Linked DNA regions of Rattus norvegicus: region 2 is linked to region 1. The links are chromatin contacts, called in public Hi-C maps. All regions are on one chromosome and are shown on one strand. Each heading gives the region's core, a stretch centred on a gene start, on an enhancer-like site or on the middle of the called end of the contact. The rest is flanking DNA. Distances are from core to core; before and after follow the strand shown.

The links. Hi-C and Micro-C count contacts between places; a contact is called where the count stands out from the background.
Region 2: a Hi-C map of liver shows a contact between it and region 1, with 2.2 times the contacts expected there. The contact joins two enhancer-like sites. A contact is called at or near these places in 5 of 12 Hi-C or Micro-C datasets (the Rat2 cell line, kidney, liver and 1 more).

What each region holds. Positions count from the first base shown.
Region 1 is chr5:133,280,248-133,285,107 of GRCr8, forward strand. All of the region lies in intron 2 of Trabd2b (TraB domain containing 2B), which reads left to right. Among named protein-coding and RNA genes, the nearest start is that of Trabd2b, 100 kb to the left of the region's middle. Within about 2 kb of position 3,599, at least 4 of the 93 cell types and tissues checked have an H3K27ac peak or open chromatin away from gene starts, as enhancers often do. A contact at or near this core is called in liver, where this site is marked.
Region 2 is chr5:133,367,068-133,372,263 of GRCr8, forward strand. Trabd2b (TraB domain containing 2B) reads left to right here. Exons shown (of 8, transcript XM_006238601.5): 6 at 2,703-2,972. Among named protein-coding and RNA genes, the nearest start is that of Trabd2b, 190 kb to the left of the region's middle. Within about 2 kb of position 2,929, at least 6 of the 93 cell types and tissues checked have an H3K27ac peak or open chromatin away from gene starts, as enhancers often do. A contact at or near this core is called in liver, where this site is marked.

The DNA of each region.
Region 1 (4,860 bases), core at 2,349-4,848:
GTAAAGAGTATAATGAATAACTCTGGAGCTACCATGCAGCCCAAGAACTAAAATCTAGACCTGTAAGCTTCCCTTCTGCACTGCCCCTGACTCTTCAGAGATAACTTGGTTTATGTTTTTTTTGTTCCTTCAGGTTTCTTTTTAATAATTTTTTACTTATTTCATGTATATGAGTACACTGTAGCTGTCTTCAGACACACCAGAAGAAGGCATCGGTCCCATTACAGATGGTTGTGAGCCACCATGTGGTTGCTGGGATTTGAACTCAGGACCTCTAGAAGAGCAGTCAGTGCTCTTAACCTCTAAGTCATCTCTCCAGCCCCAAATCCTTCAGGTTTTAACACTACAGCTGGGCCACGCATGTGCCTTGCTGCATTGTGTCAGTGTCCTTCCATGATGTGGTTCCTTCTGAGTGGATGCCATTGTTTCCTTACAGTTCTCTCACTGACCACAGTTTGCAAACACATTAGTAGCTGCATAATCTCTGTTTCTAGAAGATTATCTTTTTATCACATCTCTATTTCTGCTTTTAGGTGATTCCTAGTTCTATAAATGGTTCTACTACAGACAACTCTTCAGGTAATGGTTGCATGCCTCTAGCATGTGGGAATACTACTCCAGAAGGATGCACATTTCAATAGAGATTGCTGCATCCCTTCAAGGAAGTGCCCATTAATCCCTGTTTTCATGACACCAGCAAATGCAGGGTACTGTCATTGTGAAAGGAAGAGAGAGGAGTGAAAGGGAAGAAGGAAGGGTGAACACGTGCACATATGTATAAAATATGTCTGTCTCTTATAAAGGACCAAAGCCAAGGGGCACTGGTGCTTTCCTAGCAGAGTTCTCATCTCATAAAGCACCTAAATCCGTTGCTACAGCTGAGTTCTTGTGCTTTGAGCTTTGACTAATATTTCACCATTTTGTAGAGTCCTTTCTAGCTGCCTATGCAGATCCACCCACAGTCTCTTGCTCATTCCCAACATTTTTCTCCACCCCTACTTGGATTTCCTCTGGTAAGGAAGATTTGTAACATGTTCTCTTTGTCCCCACCCAAGTGTACTTTAATATGAACAGGGCCACATATGCCCCTCTCCCTACTAAATCTACCTGGCACAGAAGAAGGGTTCAGTAAACATTGGTGATTACCGGATTGGTGACTGAAGGGATGTATGCAGGAGTGGCCCAGCCTGTCACCCAGAGCCAGCACGCAGTTGGCACTTACATGCATATTTAACAAGTAGTCACAAACATGAATGAGTACTGTTGCTGTCATCAGTCTCTGAATAATGGTAGCACTCACTGACAGCCCCCACCTTATTACCGCCCTTCCAGCTCTTTTGGAATTTATGGGCAGGTCCTGAACCAGAGGCATTTCTAGAATATTTAAAAGTATGCTTCTGGGAAGCCATGCTGAGACTTTCTTGGGTGCACCTGTAGCTAGCCTCTTTTCCAGAAAGCTCTGATCCTGAGGCCCTAGGGTTTTCCAGCCCATTCCCACCATGGCTATCCACAGAGCCCTGCTCCCAGACTAGCCCTGTGCCCTTTATCTTAGTGATGCCATGCTCCAAGGCCGAGAGCAGCAGGCTGGTCAGTTGGCAACAGTGGTCCACAGCCACAGTTAGCTTTCCAGGGTTGCTAGGCTCATACCCCCATCCCTGGATCTCTGCTTCATCCTCTCCTAATCATGGCAACGATGACATCACATTGTTCTCTGAAACAGTTTACATGGCTCTTTCCCATGAGTCATTTATTTGATTTTTCCCAGCAGCCCTATGATCTGAGGGCTTTCCCTCCTACTTGAGTTGACAGCACTGAGACTTGGAGGGTGAACAACTTTTTCAAGGTTACGTGGCTACTCAGTACAGAGCAGGCATATCTCCCTCCTGACTCTTTTTTACATCCATGGTAGGAATTACGAAGTGACCCTTCAGGAGGCTGCAGCGCTGTGGGGCAGAGAGAACACTGTTTCTTTTTGGTTTCTACAAGCCTTGATTCTCAGTTGTGGAACATCATGTCTGTCTTGGGTTTCTTCACATGTTTGTTCTGTAAATACATGCTAAATGTTTCTGTAGCACACGGTCCAATAGAAAGCTCAGCAGGAATCACAAGAATAAAGAGACATGCTCAAACCCAGAGGGACATATGGCTGGGGTCTTTGTCGGGGGGCTCAGGGTTAGGCCGTCAGATGGCTTGGGATATTGAGAAAGTACAGTAACATCCCCAAGGACAGAGTGACTTACTTTGGTCTTCTCAGCTGAAGGTTGAAGTTATAAGTTTTAGGAGCAACTTATAAAGAGTCAGTGTGTATGAAAGGGGTGGGGAGCAGAGAGAGAGAGAGAGAGAGAGAGAGAGAGAGAGAGAGAGAGAGAGAGAGAGAGAGAGACTATTGAGGATAGGTCCTCATAGAATAGGAATTCCCAGCCTCCTCTGGACTGAGAACCAGTCTCCACAGAATGATGACATTCTGTTGACTCTGAACAGTCTGCTTCCTTTGGGAGCTGGTCTCCTTTTGATGCTCATACTCAGCCTGCCCTAGACGCATTCCAGACCTCTCATAGTGAACTTGAACCCCACAGCTTGGGCCCTGCCACAGACTTCAGTGCTGTTAGAAAGAGCCTATGTCTTTCCATCATCCCATCCTCATCAGGCTGCATCAGCCAGAGGAGATGTGGGAGGAGCTCCCAGGCCAGAGGTAGGAAGAGACTTTTGAAGACACAGGACCTTTGCACTCCTCATTCCTGGGCCTCACTCCTATCTCTCTAAAATGAGTGGACAAGAAAGAGGATCTTACAGGTCTCCCCCTGCTCTGGCTTCCAGTTCTTCCTCATCTCTCAAGAGCAGAGAGAAGAGCCTACATGTTGATTCTATTCCTCTCGTATTCCTTTATGCTGGCATCTCCTTGTCTTGCTACCTCTGTGAAGGACCCTAGAAGGTCTATGCAGAAGTGAGGAGTGGTAGATACAGAACTTGAGTTTCCACTTTCATGACTGTGATAGCCAAGATTCTTTCTGTATTTGTTCTCATGGCTCCTTGAACAGTAGTTGGGCATGGTGCCAGGATCCTAGCCATTGCTTCCCACCATGCTCTTCCCAGTGCCCATGTGAAACCTCTAGATGGCAGATACTTGTCTCCATTTAGCTGAGCATTAAGCTTGAGATGGTCTCTCGTATATTTATATACAACCTTACAAATGACCATGAACTTATACCAGGGTCAAGGTGACCCAAGTTGAAGTTCACTATACCTTTGGTTGACACTATCTCCCTTTCTGTTTGCATAAACATACAAGCTACCCTCGTGCTGGCTCTTGCCTGAGGTCAGTGCAATGTTCCCCCAGTCTTCTCTTCTGCTGTTCTTTTACTCTGAATCCTCTTCCTCTTCATGTCTACTTGGAAATTCTTAATTATTCTTTGTGAAAGCTTGCTTGAAAGCTGCCTTGGTGAGTGTGTTACTCACCTACTCGCCATATTGTTTGTTAAAACTCAACATCTCGTGACATTCCCACGTCTTCACGAACTTATGAGCAGTACACTCACCCCTGACCCCCATGAGGCAGGCTGTTCCTTTCTTAGCAGCTCACAGTCCAGCCACGGTCAGTGCCAAGGCACGTGACAAAAAGTTCTCCATCTCACTGTCCCCCTAGCGCTGGCATCCTCTCCTGTCCCATGTTATGAAACGCAGTGTTTTATCTTGGGAAGCCAATAACCACTTCACTGAGTGTTCAAATATTTCACAAGTCCATGGCTAGAGTTCAGCTTTTGCCTGAGCTCAAGTGGGTTCTGAACTAGTAAAATAACATCCTAGAGAAGGTTCTGTTCTGTTCCTCGGGGCCTGGCTCATAATAAACGGTCTGGATGTTGCTTCCTTGGGCCCCATGTGGTCACCAAAGCTGTATAGTGTTAGACATGAGTTCAGACCTTTTCCCCAAGAGTAAGAAATCAGTTGTGATCACACACACACACACACACACACACACACACACACACACACACACACTCACACACACACCCCTACCTGGTGGTGTAGACATATCTGAAAGATGATACCAAATCTTGGAGGACAACTGATGTTCTCCCTTACTCACTCCCCTGGCCTTGTGGCTTGTTCTGTGTTGCACAGTCCTCTCCCCCCACCGCCAAACAGCACCTGCCACCCCTGCTTCTTTAGTTATGGAGTATGTGTGAGAGCTTGAGACAATAAGCATCAAATGGAGGCAGCTACTCTAAATCTTCTAAGGAAATCTCACCATCCATAGTCCATGGGATTATAAGTAGACACTTGTTACCTTGCATCAGATGTGGCATGGCTCACCCAGATGTCTCTGGAAGCTTCACAATAGATGGAGGCATAGAAAACTGTCTGTCCTTTGGCTCTTCCCCTTCTTTGGGAAGCCCCTGATCATTCCGGAGGGCAATGACCTCATGAAGATCCACAGTGTGCTGGTGCAAAAAGCTAAAGACTGTCAGGAGGGCAGGAAGGGATGAGTCACCAAGGCAAAGAAACACTGGGCCTGAGGGCCAAGGACCAAGATCCTTGAGTGTCCTCCCTCTAACCTACTCATAGGTTGGAAAGGCCATTGCCCGTTTTTCTATGTCATACCTTTCCCATCTATGAGGTGAAGGACAGGGCCCTGCCACCCCACCTGTGCTGACACCTCCCCGGTGGGCACAGAACATCAGGCACAAGTCTTCAGTGAAACCAGGGCACCTAGTGTGAGCCATCTTCATGCTGGCAACCATGCATCCATTCAGGGTGCAGTGTCCTGATCAGCTGACATCCTGGTGGCAGGATGGGGAAGGGCCTTTCCATTTTATATTTTAAAACTTTAGATTTTGGAAGTGAGTGACTTCCCTTGCTGTC
Region 2 (5,196 bases), core at 1,679-4,178, 86 kb after region 1:
CAGGCTCTGGGGTGCTAGACAGAGTGAGGAGGCTGCTGGGCAGTCTTGTTGGGATCTCTTGGTGCGGTGGGAACAGTAGCAGAATGTGGAATAACAAATCTTGGAGTTCAGATCCAAATATATTGGATAGGGGCATAAGTGACCTCAGTCATTCCCTAAAAAGTCAATGGACAGACAGGCCCTGAATGAAGATGGGGCCATGGTAAGAAGAGACTACAGTTTGGTTTCTTCCCTGTGTCCATCCCCACTGCATGAGCCTTTTGCTGCTGCAACCGTTCATGGTCCTCCGCTTTCTGCCTGTACCTGCTCCATTGCTTCCTCAGCAGGACACTCCCAGTTCCTAGCAGGCCACTCCCACTCTGCCCATAGAGCCATTCTCCCAACCTCTTCCTGTGTGAGTTCCTATTCTGCCCCACCCACCTGTCCCCACTCTGGACTTTTCCAAGGATGGAGATCAGCTCCGCCTCTCAGAGCATCCACAGCACCAGCATCAGGCAATAGCCAGGCTGGAGACCTGAGAACTGAAACTCTCAAGTCAGTGTCAGGCTTCTCAAACTCAGAGACTGACTGGTGCTCCAGTCTTTATGTTGGAACCTTCTCCTCAGCCTGCAAGAATGGCCCCATTGTGATTTGAATCCCTGCCCTCATGGTTACAAGACCGAAAGTCTGCACTTGATCTTAGCCAAAACTCTGAGAAGCGATATGACCCAAAGTCTGAAGGAGGCTTGCTTTAATCACAGCCAAGTAGACAAGTGGTATTGGCTGCTGACTCTGCGTGGGGCTTTAGGTGCTTCTAACTCAAGAAGTTCCATAGCAAGGCAGGAACTATGAATATCCCTGATGTGGTTGGGACATCTGAGCCTATCATAAACTCACTTGCAGGACATCTTTGTATGACAGTCCCCAGAGCACAAGCTGCTCCTAGCCTCTCATCTCTTCCCATGAGCTCCGCCACGTGTGTTTGAGGCAGCTAGGGCAGGTGTAAGGGATAAAGGTAGACTTGGGGTGAAGGCATTCCTCTAGGCCCCTCCTGTTCTCTCACTTCACCCTTCTGCCCACGCTCCAGAGGACCTTCCCCTTGAAGCTCATTGTGTGTGGCCAGGCAGGGGATGGGAGGCTTCTATTCATCTTGAAGCTTAGGCATTAGAGGAGATCCCCTCCTCTGCCCCCATGGACTCGCTGGAGGCTCCCTTCAGAAGATTCTCAGGCTCAGTCTCCTGTACAGGGAGTGAAGGAACTGGCAGGGCAGAGGGAGTAGGAACGCTGTGGAGTCAGCAACAATAAAAAGCCACCCTTGGCCACAGGTGCTTCCTGTAGCTATCTTTTTGTCTGACTGTTTTGAATTATATCCTCAACAGCTGCAGCATCTCCGATAGCTTAGACCCTGGGAGTCTGGAGTTGCCATGGGGGTTGGGAGAGGATGAGCTTTTTCCTCTTCAAAGAGAGAGAAGCCCCTCACCCACTCACTGTTGCAGAGTGAGGAATGGGAGGGTAGGCCGCCTTCAGTCCTGGGTGCCACCTCCCTTACAAGTGATTTGCTTGGACACAGTTCCTCAAACCACTCCCAACCCTCCAGGGCCAGATGTCCCCAAGGAATCCCTTTTGGACCCCAGAAAGCAAAGAATAAAAGGAAGAATGTCTGCAGGATGAGAGAGAGGCATACCCTACTTTGAGCACAGATTCCACAAATATGACTAACTGACCCTCGAGGGCTTATGTGGTCAGGACCCTTTGCTGGGTAGCCCACATCAGAGAGGTTTGGTAGACACCAGGCACTGGGCTGGGTCCTGAGCTCATTCACACCCATGCCATTCTGATGAGACAGGCAACACCATTCCTCCATCCCCTTTCTAACCAAGCACTCTACTCATACACATTCTGGACCATGAGTTATAATAACATGGGTGGTAGAGTGTGTCTATCAGCCTTGAGGTTGAGCTCAGTGACTTAGTCCTGACCCATCTCCATTCAAAGATGACCAATGGACATCCAGTGCAGACAGCTGGGTGAGTTGATAACAAAAGCACCCTGAATAGCATTCACTACTCGATGGCCTTGTCTGCCTACTACTGCCAGGCATTGTTCTAAGCCCTTCACCTATGTGCACTTATGACCACACGGTGTTCCCAAGGGAGGTACAAACCATCCTATCCCCACTTCACAGAACAAGAAACTGAGGCACAGCAAAGTTATATAACTTGCCTAGAATCCCTCTGCCAGAGGTATTGCTTAATGAAGTCATGATCAAGTTCAAATATGAGCATAGACCTCATTTTCCACCCGGCCCCTCCATCCCTCCACCCTTGCACCTATCTCTCCCATATGTTGGCGTTCTCCTCAGCAGTGTGGCCACCTGAGAGCCTGTGTGTTTTACTCTGTCTTCACGTTAGGTGTGAGCTATAGGCAGTGGGGGGGGGGGGCATCTGTTTAGGTCACTGCTGATAATTTCAGAAAAAAATGCTATCTGTGGGAGTCTGTGGACTAAAAGAGGAAAGAAGGAATCAATGCTCTGTCTATAACAGGCAGTGGTCCCCACCCCCAGGTCCCTCCATTCTATCCCAGTGGGACACTTTGGAGTTCCCCTTGCCTAGAAAACATCCCCTCCACATTCCCTTTTTTACACACACACACACACACACACACACACACACACACACACACACACACAGAGCACATAGCTCACATTCTGTTTCACTTTGCAGTCCTCCTGCTGGGAGCCCAGCTCCCCCTCCTGAGGGCACCTCTCCTGCCAGCCGAGCTCCGGCAACCCCAGCTGCTGCAGTCCCAGAAGCAACCTCAGTGACCCCCACAACCCCTCCTGAGGAGGAGGATCCAGTCCTGTCCCCACACCTCCTGCTCCCGGACAGCCTAAGCCAGCTGGAGGAGTTCGGAAGGCAGAAGTGGCGCAAGAAACTAAACAAACATCAGCGGCCAAGGCAGTTCAATGACCTCTGGGTCCGAATCGAGGACAGGTGAGCAGGGGAGGGGCGGGTTGTCTAGGAGCTCCCTGTCAGCCTCTCCTAGGGCTTAGTGTGCTGCCACAGGCCCTGCTCTGAGCAAGGAGGGACAGAGGTGTCAGAGTGGACACTTAGAGGCAGGCTGGGCCCTGACTCCTGAGGATCTCCATGGGCATCTTTTGGGGTGTATATAATATGTTCCCATCTCACTTTGGAGCAGGCAGAATTCCCCACAGTTTAAAAGTGGCATGGGGCTGTAATGCTGGCTCAAGAAGATAAGTTTGAGACCTGCCTGGGCCATTAGTGAGAGTCCAGCTCAACATAAAAAGTAGAAAGAAGTCTGAGTATGAAGCACCATGATACGGTGCCTGCCCAGCATGCCCAAGGCCCTGGCCTCAACTCCCAGAACTGCTGGTAATTAATCAGTTAATTGATAAAAATTAAAATGAAGAAGTGGAGGCTTCCTCTAGTGGCACTAACAAAAGTCTGCCAGGCGTGGCCTGCACCTGACTCGTGCATGTGTCCCATGGACTGGGGGTGAAAGCAGAAGCAACCATGACAGGCTGGATATCTCGGAAGATGTTAGATCCCCATGCTGGGAAAGTATGAGCAGTGTCACTGTAGCGGGGAGATTCTGGAGGGGCCCCCACCCTGTGAGAGAAAGGACTACTAGGCAAAGGATGCTGTGGTCAGAAGTGTCACTGTGAGCCCTGCTGTAAGTAGCCAGGTACAGAACACATCCCAAGGTGTTGCCACCCCCTTCCATATCTCCCTCCGGTCAACAACACCTCCTGCCCTGGGCTGTCACCAAGGCTCCCATTGCTCCAAGATTGTCTATCCTCCCCTCCCCCACTCAGTTTCTCTCCAGAGCAATCTCCCTAAGTCAGCAGTGTGGCAGAACTCTCTACATATAGTGAATAGTGTCACTAGGGAACGTCTCAGAAAGGGACTAGAGTCCTTTTCACTGCACAAGTGAGTCCTGGATCTGACGCTTAGACAGTGGGACCTCAGAACCCAGAGTCCCTGTCTGGATCTTAACGCCATCAGAATTTTCCTCAGCATCCTGGACAGAATCACCGTAGGTACTTGTTAAATCATCGTGTCTTCCACTCCACACAGACATGAAAGTTGTCAGGGCCAAAGCCTGAGATGCTGTGTGCTCCAGGAAGTTCTAAGAGGCACCAGAGAGCTCTGGCCCGGTTGTGCATTTATGAACATGAACCAATGTCTGGAGCCAAAGGCACTATCCCAGGCCACACAGAGAACCAGAAACTGACTGGGACCTCCCATTCTACAGCCAGGTGGCTGAGCTAGTGACAACAGTCTGATGTAGTCCGGTCCTGTCTCAAAGGCATGGCATGCACTATCTTAAAAAGGCTGACAATGAGTAGGCATCAAAGCCACTGAGCCTCTAGGTGCTGGTGCCATTGCCTCCCCTGAGCCACTGAATAATGTACTTCTGCAGAGACCTCATCAACCCTGCCTCCTGCAACACAGGTATCACTAAGTGACTGAGACACTAAGACCCAATGCCCAGTATGGGCTACCCAGCCTGAGCACAGGAGCCTAGAGTTTTAGAGAGCCACATCCTTCAGTTGTGGGAAAGTCTGCAGGCTACCAGCAGTCCACTAGAAGCTCCAAATAGTCTGGTTAGTCAAAGTCCTGGTCAGTGGAGGAATCTAACTCGTGGAGTAACAGGGGGCTAGGCTGTCAGCTCCAGCAAAGAGTCCGAAGCCCCTAACTGTATCTGAAAGCAAAGTGTAGACAAAATGACATTGGACAGTTTCCTTTTCACAACACGGGATCTGGAAAACAGACCCTGGCTTCAGGGAAAGAAAGCAGCTTTTCTTTGGCAGAGGGGAGTCTCCTCCACCCCAACAGGTAAAACTGAAGCTGGCTGACACCTCCCTCTGCTCAGGCTGGAAGAGAAGGCTTCACCAAAGAGCAGTCTGTTAAAGTTCCTCACTGCTTCTTGGGAAAGAGCAAGCCCTGTGCTCTCCAGGAAGCCACGTTCAAGGCACAGGCTCCCACACTCAAAGGATCCCTTCCACCTTTCCAGTGTTCCCGAATCCCCAGTTTTCTGAGACGAGGCAGAGGACCAGATGGAGCCCTTCTGACAAACCTCTTTTCTTAGAGAAACGTTTTATTCCCTTCCACTTTGTCCCTAAATCCAATGAGAGCCGGCCCTTCCTGCACATCTTCCACCTACACTCCCACAGCAAGACCTCTGAGGGCCTCT